Regions from separate parts of the Rattus norvegicus genome. Here region 2 is linked to region 1. The links are chromatin contacts, called in public Hi-C maps. All regions are on one chromosome and are shown on one strand. Each heading gives the region's core, a stretch centred on a gene start, on an enhancer-like site or on the middle of the called end of the contact. The rest is flanking DNA. Distances are from core to core; before and after follow the strand shown.

Region 1 (4,275 bases), core at 719-3,218:
ATTTCCCGAAAAGGAGCAGGCATTGCTGTACATTTCGACACCACCCCCACACATGCTTCTCAGACTGAATGCAAATTGGCCTCAAAATTTTTCTCTAATGTGTTAATGAAAAGATTTCTTTGTCCAGCAAAGCTACAAAGTCCTACATAAAAGAAATTCATTATTCCCTAACCTCCTGGGCACTCCTATAGTTTTGTATAAATATCAAGCATGCAGATTTGACTTTCCTTTTTAGCAGTAATGTCTACACGATTCTTAGTGTAGGCCGCATTTACAGAGATGAGGCCAAGTGACTTGGTTAGGTGGGAGGCTTTCCCAAATCCATCTTGAAGGTGGGCACCCAGCTGTTCTGCTTAGGGTCTCATCATTACTGTGACAAAATATCTGGGAGGGAAAAAAAACTCAACTGAAGGAGGAAGGAGATATTTGAACTCACCATTGGATGGTCCTGGCCATCATGGAGGGGTGTAATGGCAGTGGGACCGGCCGGAAGCCTGTGGGCACACTCCCTCCATACCCTGGAAGCAGAGAGGGTTTGCCATCGCTTCCTCTTTTCCACTCAGTCCACAGCTCCATCCCACAGACCTGTGCTGAGCACATTTAGGTGAGCCGTCTCACCTCTCAACCTAGTCTACATAATCACGAGTGGGCGTACCCGCACGTTTCCATGGTGATTCTAAATCCCACCAAGTTGACAATCCAGAATAACCATCGCAAATGCTCAGAGAAATAAATATTCAATAATCCTGAGGTAAAAGGACAAGGAGACATAGCACAAGAATCTGTCCCTATAGATGTGGGTCTGTAGGTAACGGTGAATGGTAAGGGAGAAAGACTTTAAGCAAACTCCAGAGAAGATCTTCAAGTCAAGCCATTCCCAACTCAGTAAAGTTCCTAGGTGTCCTTTCAACTAGAAACAAGGAGGCTCTTTGCTTCATTTCAGGACTAGTAGGTGGTCTGCTCTACTGGATCTCTTCTTCCTGGTCTAATGTCTACCTCCCTTTAGCGTGGCTGGTTTGGGGAGTTCCTTTACTCAACTCATTTTTCTGAGTTACTGCTTACAGATACAATAAAGTCAAAGATAGAAAAGGTGGGACGGTGAAATCCTCACCTCTTCCCTCACCTCATCCCATCTTTCCAGTGACGCCTTTTGTATACCCCAAAAAACATCATCTTGAGTTGGGCAATGGCATGGACAATTAAGTTTGGTCCCCAGAACCTGTGTTTTTGTTTTTGTTTTTGTTTACAAAAACTAAAACTGTGTATGGTGGCCCACACTTGTAATCCTAGCACTGGGGAGGCTAAGACCAGATGTCTCCTGGGTGTGATGGTGGCCTTGTTTACATGGTAAGTGCCAGGCCAGTAAGAGAGTCTGGAGAAAGGGGGAAAACCAAACAGTGTTTGAGAGCACACCTGAGGCTGTCCTGTGACCTCTACAAACAAAAAAACGTGACTTTATCTAGATTTCACTGTGCAATCTAGGGCAATCCAGATATAGATACGGATAAACATATGTATCTGTTCGGAGAGAGTTGCTTAGCTAATTGTAACAGCTGCCCATATGCCATTACTTGGGAGAGTATAATTTATTAAAGCTACTCCAATTAATGGGCTGTCAGGTTACCTCCATTTTTTTTTCCAAATCCAAATGCTCCTTTGATGTACGTACAACCTTGACACGTGTCATTTTGCACTAGAGGACAGGTACATCTGCAGAACAAGCATCTGGCAGACAGAGGTGCCAGATCAAAGGGATGGTGCCTGTGGAATCGTGATGGGCACAGCCCAAGTCCCACCACGGAAACTGTGCCAAGCTACAGTCCTTGAAGAGGACTCATTTCCCCACAGCTTTGCCATTTGGTTATGACAAAGGTTCTAAGAGGTCATTCACTCCAGTGCAGGCCAGAGTGCAGTGTAGGTCAGTCTCTGTCCAGCCATTCCTAGCCCTAATGTTTACTGCCTGACATCACCACAATACAAGTTGTCAGACCTGGAATGCAGAAACAGAGCCAAGGTCCCCATCTACCCATCCCTCAGGTGAGTGGCTTGGGCAAACCCTAGGAAGTTCTCCACACCTCACTTTCCTCACGGATCAGATGGACAGGCATGTATATACCCCCCACTAAATATATAAAAAGCGTCTCCCTCCCCACCAGCCCCTTCCTCCTTTAGGAGTAAACAACCACAAGCTAACCAGAGTCCAGTAGAAAGCTTAGCAATCGTTTTACATAACTGCATCCCCATGCACAGCCCTGTACAGTGGTCATTCATCCTTCCAAGGCCTGATGAGAGATCACCTCAGCAAGAGGCCAGACATTTCACATGCCACCCTGCCAAGGAGTGCCCCTTCCGGTACCCCCGCAGTGTGCCTCAGTGAGCCAGAAGTCAATTAGAGTAACTGAGGCTGCACCTTGGGGAGAGAGATTAACTGTACCAACTTGTTGTTACAGCTGCTGATCCAAGGCTATGAAGGAAATAAACAGGGGGAGGTGTGACAGAAATAAGATACAGTAAAAACCCTGCCTTCAACAGTGGCGTAGCCCTGTGGAGGCACCACTGCCAGCTCCCTTCTAGAAGGAACTTGATACTTGGCTTACGTTTAAAATCCAACCAGCTTTTGAGTCAAGGGAAGCTCGTCCATGCCAAGGAATTCACACGTGGGGATCCTGGAGACACGGCTGCAACCGCATGAGATCCTCACGGTGTCCTGAGGTCCTGCCTAGTCCTGCCTCCCACCTTTTCCGCCCCAATTATTAACCACCAAAATGCTCTTGCACCACGGTGTCTGCTCCTTGAACTGACACAATGACAGAGACAAGCAGATTGCTCTCTGTGGGGACCATGCACAGCACCCTTTATTTTAATTAAAAACAAAACAAACAAAAAAAATTTTTCACCTTTTTTCCTATTTTAATAAGAACCTTCTTGGCCAGACCTTTCCAACTCAACATTCATTCATTCATTCATTCATTCATCCCCCACCCCCTCCCACCTTGCTCTCTTTTTTTTTTTAAATTAGGGGTGTTATATGAACCTGGGGATTAGCCCAGGACCTTATCACATAGGTTCATGGTAGACCATGGAGCTACAAGCCCAACCGTAGCCTGGCTATCACGTACTCCACAAAGAACCCTGGTGCAACCCTCCCCATTCAGTTCAGCTTGTTCACACAGCACTCTGAAAGCCTTGCAGGTCTCCTACTCTGGTTATAATTATAATTCCCAGTTTAGAGCATACAGGGGGAGATGGCCCAGTGGGTAAGAGTGAGTGCCCACTGTGTAAGCACGAGAACATGAGTTCAGATTCCCAGCACCCATGGCAAAAGCAGGGCGTGGTCCACACATGGTCCTCAGTGCTGGGAGGTCAGGGATGTAAGAAAAAAGAAAAACAAAAAAACAAAAAAACAGCCGGACCACTGGGGCTTGCTGGCCAAACAGTGTAGCAAAGGCTATCTCCAGGTTCAGGGAGAGTTCATGGAAGTTAACACTGAGCCTGATAGGAAAGGACACTGATACTCTCTGCTGGCCTCTCTTAGGACGCACACGCACACCATTCTTCACATGTGTTGTTTCAGTCAACCCTCGGGACCACCTGACAATATAAAAAGAGAGAGCATATGGGTGAGGCTGGAAGTCAGAAAGTGAGCGGCCTTCAGGAGACCAGACCTGGGTTAATTGTATCCTAAGGCAGAGGCAGAGAAGGCATTTACCTCCTAAGAGTCGGAGGACAAAGGCCACTGTCATTTCAGCACCCTCTTGGTGTTTTTCAAACTTCATCCCCAAGTTCAACAAATCCAGCTTTCCCTAGTAAATTACATAACTCAGATCTGCCAGTACCGCAGAACTTGAAAGGAAGGTTTTAATCTCCATTAATCCAATGCTGAGTGCTGGTTCTGAAACTGCCCTAAGCTGTTTCACCAGGTCCGGGTCTGGCTTCCACACAGAGCTATAAACGCACCAAGAGACAAGCCCCAGCTTTAAGAACTTTACATTTCCCACAGCACTGGGGCATGGTCTTCCTTCCCACTCACACCCACAGAGGGTTTGGGAGTTCCTGTCACACGGCGAAAGGGAATTCTTCCCAGCGTGGACATGTGCACACTTCACTTCTCCCAATATTACTGCAGTGTGGCAAACACCTGGCTGGGACGAATCCACACCAAAACGGATGCACGAAATAAAAAGGGAAGAAGAGTCATAAATGCTCCCACAAAACAGCACACATGGCTTAAGAGAGCCAAAAACCCCTGAAGGGGTTGCACATGGTATAAAGGTG
Region 2 (4,275 bases), core at 933-3,432, 110 kb after region 1:
CCTATCGGTCCCATACTAGGCTGCAAGCCTCAGATACCAGAGGGAAGAAAATCATTGTAGAAACACTGGCTACAGCCCAGGGAGGTCAGTCAGAAGTGGAATTGGAAATGTCTATTTTGCAAGGCTGCTTCCCACCCCCTTTATGAAAAAGTGACCCTTACTAGGCTCAACCTCGGGTACACCCGAGCGCAGTCAGCTTGGCAAGTCCCTGACAAGGGAGGTTGGGAGAGGGGAGAGGTCTAGTCAAAGGCAATGATTAAAAACAAATGCTACCCAATGGTCTCTAAGGGAGAAGGGTGCAGATTCTCAGAGGATGTGCTCCTCAGCGTCTACTTCCATAGAGACAGGACCCTAGTGGGTAAACCCCAGGCCTCCTAGTGAGTAGGCACGCGCACCCTCGCCGAGCTCTGTTGACAGCACCAGAGACAGGAGGATGCACCGAGGAAAAGGAGCCGAAAAACCGCAGTGTTTTGCCCTCTGTCGCTCACAACCACCCTCAAACCTTCAAAGAGGGAATCACTCGCTGCCAGTCCCCTTAGAGAGGATCCCCGGGAACAGTGAGGGTCCTCGAGCTTGGCTCCTGGGTACACGACAGGGTTGGGGGTACCCGCTGCACCAAAACTCTGCGCTCTGGTTGCCAGAACACAAGCTATTAACCAAGGAAAACGGAAACAGTGTGGCACGTTTCTTTTTTTCTTGATTAGAATAACCGCCGCCTCCAATATTCCAGAACAGGCAGATGAGAAAGCAGAAAAACCGGGTGTCCTGTCCTTAGGAGATCGAGGAAAGAAAAGCAAATCGCGCCCTCTCCCACCTCTTTCCCTGAGCCAGGAGAGAGGACGTGGCCTTCACCCACTGAGAAGGAGCTGGACAGCTTAAGCGAGGCTTGAGCTGCAACCCTCCGACTCTGCAAGAGAAGAGGAAGGCGGCTGGCCTATGCCCTCACGAAGTGGGGAGGGTGTGGGCTGAAGGCTGGAAGTGGAGGGTGGCCGAGCTGCACACCGCTACGTGCAATGATTTAGGATTGTCGAGTGGCCAATATTGTTCCAGCCTTAACCTGGCTAGAAAATGAGCGGGTCTGGGTCTGGGTCTGGCATGCACACTCAGCCTGCAAAAGGGCAAAGATGAAGGGAGGGAGGGCGCGCCAGACAGAAAAAAAAAAATCTGCCCGGACGCCAGAAGCTACCCAGCTGTCGACCCGCGCTCTGCACTTGGACCCAGGCAGCCCAGCCCAGAAGAGTGATACAGAAAGGGGCCTCGAGCCCAGTGAGTCAGGGATCTAGCCAAAAACTCCCTGCTCCCTGCCCTCCCGAGTCTCCCAGGCCCCTCGCGTCCTGGGGGCTGCCTCCCGTTTGCACTGAGGCGTAGCCTGCACCTCAGCCCGGAGCAAGGCTGTTTCAAACGAGGCGGCCCCGGCGACTAGAACGCCACGCCGGCTGCTCCCCACATCCTAACTGCTCTGCAGCCAGCCTCCGCCTTCCATCCCCAAACATCTCCTTCCCCCCTACAAAGGGTCGGAGGGATGCAAAGTGAGCCACGGTTATGAGCTCCTTCTATCCCCGCAGAAGCAACGGGAGCACCCCCAGATTACTCAAACCAACAGAGCATCCTTCCCACAGCCAATCTCCCCAGACATCCTGCAACTCTAGCCCTCCGGATCAGCTCTGTATCAGCAAAGCAAGTCGCCTCCCCCCTTCCGCCCTCCCCGACTCCAGATGCTTCAAGCTTCCCAAGCCACAGTCAGAGCACATCTGAGTCCCCGATCCTCCTTTCCAGCCCGCCACTGCTTCTGCCCTCTCAGACCATCAGCCTCCTAGAACATTGCCGGAGCCAATGAAGCAGAGCTCTCTTTCCTCCTCCGTAGCCCGGCCCCCCTTCACCCTCTCCGCGGTCCCTAGACTGGCGCCCAAGCTCCGCGCCCCGGCGACAACTCCGCATACCCCGCGCGCGGGCTGGAGCCGCGTCCCATCGGCGGCCCGCACTTACCCGGGAAGCACACCACATAATGGAGCACAGAACTGGTGATTTTCAGGAACAAAATCCACCAACACGGTTCCAGTAACCTCCGCATGTCCGAAAACGCACATCGAAAAGAGAAAGGCAGGGGGGGTAAACTTGTTGAATAAGTTCTTGCTTCCGAGCGAGGCTCCGCTAAGCCTGGAGGCTTTCTCGGCTCGCCCGCCACACGGCCCCCAACACACACTCGGCGACTGGTCCCGCAGGAATCCGGGAAGCTGCCAGAGCTCCCGGAAAAACCTCAAAAAGTGACCGGGAATGCAAAGCTACGCTAGGGACGATCCTCTCGGAGGAGAAGGGCTCCTCTTCGCTCAGAGACGATCCAGCCGATAGGGCAGGGCGAAGAGGAGGCGCACGGCGGCACTGCCCGGGGCCGGGAGCAGGCAGGGACCGCGGGTGGCGGCGGCTAGGAGCGGAAGAGCCCCAAGTTGAGTCGGCAGCGCAGCGCAGCCCAAGAACCGGCGGGCGACGGAGGGGCTGTGTGCGGCGCGGCGGCTCCGGGCTTCAGGCGGGCAGCTCCTTCCAGGGCCCCGGCAAGGAAGGAGGCATGTCTGCGAGCGGGGAAAGGGAGGGAAGCGGCGGGGCGGAGCGCAGAGCCCCCCAGAACAGAAACGGCCAGTGGAGAGCAGGGAAACACAAAGGATCTCAGAGGGGCGCCGGGGCGAGGGCGCCTTCAGTCCATGCTCCCGAAAGTTGTGGCTCCGGCGCAGGCTGGGGAGGAACCGAGAGCGCGGGGCTGGAAACTGGCCATGCCTCCATACAGGAAGTAACATGTGAGCATGGATCCTGGCAGAGACTTTAAAGCCGGCGAGCGGGCGAGCGAGCGAGCGATCTGGGGGCGCGCGGCGGCGGGGGCGCGCGAGCACGGGCGCGCGGTGATGCGCATCCCCGAGCTGCCGCCGGCGGGGGCGCGCGTTGCACTCTCTTAAAGCGGCCGCGCAGGGCTCCCACTTCCAAGGACTTGCACTACTCTCCTCTCCAGGCGTGCCTAGGGCTATGGGTGTACGTTTAGAGGAGCTGGTAACCCAGGCTCCGTCTAGGACAGAGAAGAGAACCTCAGCCTTGTTCGGTCTGCGTGGCTTTGCTCCATTTTTGAGTTCTTAAAGGCGAAGCGTTTTGCTTGGATTCGGAGAGATCCCTGGCCTGGTTCATGAATCCCGGACTTGGGGAAGGGGAAAGGGTGGCCCGGTTGAAATTGGGAGAGAGGCGGGACCAGCAGCTATCTTTTTCATGGACTGGGGACTTCCGTGTGGCCTCACCACCTTGACGGTGCCTCGGCGGGGTGTACCTCCGGCGTCCCTCTCCTGCTGCATTCCGGGACTAAGAGACAAAGCCCAGCGGCCTTTGCACTCAGGTTTCATTAGATTTGATTTTTTTTTCTTCCTCCTTTCCGAGCTTCCATTGACAGAGTTTACTGCTGGGAGATGAGGCAAGGGATCGGGGGTTGATCCCAGGCTAGCAAAATCCAGCCCCAGTCCCACACCCGCTTTCCCTAAACCACGAAAGTCTGTCACGGAGTTCTCCCAACTCTCGGTTTCAGGGAGAAGGTGGCTGCACCTTGGCCTGGTTAGGCAGAGGGCGAATGAAGTGCGCCTCTCACCCGGGGCAAGAGAAAGCAGCACCCCGGGGCAGGACTGGTTTCCCGGCAGCTGCTCTAGGAGATGCGGCTTAAGTAAGCTACAGGGAGAGGCATCCGGGGGAAATGCAAGGACTAGGCTTATCTGTAATGAGTTTTGTCCCTTGGCTCTCACTGAGATCTTTATCGCTTGGGCTTCTCCGCAACCTATTTTTTCCTCCTACGTTGGTGCTAAAAGTGAGGCAGGCAGGTTTTTTTTTTTCATCAAGTTTGTAATTGAGCCAACGTAATTAGCCATTTGTAATTCTTTTCATAGTTTTCCTGCCTCTCTTTGAAAACGATATGGACATGTTTTTAAAGTGCCCCCTTGTCGTTTCATCCCACCGCGGCACTGTCCCACACCCACTAAAGCAGCCCAACCGGATGTTCTTTCGGTTTTCAAATAATACACAGATGTTCTGAGAGCCTGCGGCATGGTGTGATTAGGAAAGCAGTTTCGCACCCACAATTCCAAAGGAAAAACCTCTGAAAAGTTACGTTTGGGGTGCAAAACTAGTAAATGCCAGGAAGTTCCTGGGGAGGGCCCCCAGATCTATTTTTAGCCAAACCCGGGGAACACCCTCCCTGGGCTGGGCAATGAAACCAATCTGTTTGCTTTGGAATTTGATTCTTCCTGGTTTTGT

The links. A called contact is a pair of places that touch in the nucleus more often than the background predicts.
Region 2: a contact with region 1 is called in a Hi-C map of liver, with 2.9 times the contacts expected there. The contact joins the promoter of Ptprg here to the enhancer-like site in region 1. A contact is called at or near these places in 4 of 12 Hi-C or Micro-C datasets (kidney, liver and psoas muscle).

What each region holds. Positions count from the first base shown.
Region 1 is chr15:15,871,658-15,875,932 of GRCr8, forward strand. The region is part of intron 1 of Ptprg (protein tyrosine phosphatase, receptor type, G); the gene reads right to left. LOC120097096 reads right to left here. Exons shown (of 2, transcript XM_063274845.1): 2 at 1-4,275. Among named protein-coding and RNA genes, the nearest start is that of Ptprg, 110 kb to the right of the region's middle. Within about 2 kb of position 1,969, at least 5 of the 93 cell types and tissues checked have an H3K27ac peak or open chromatin away from gene starts, as enhancers often do. A contact at or near this core is called in liver, where this site is marked.
Region 2 is chr15:15,980,399-15,984,673 of GRCr8, forward strand. Ptprg (protein tyrosine phosphatase, receptor type, G) reads right to left here and starts at 2,183. Exons shown (of 30, transcript NM_134356.2): 1 at 1,987-2,183. The coding sequence starts at 2,071.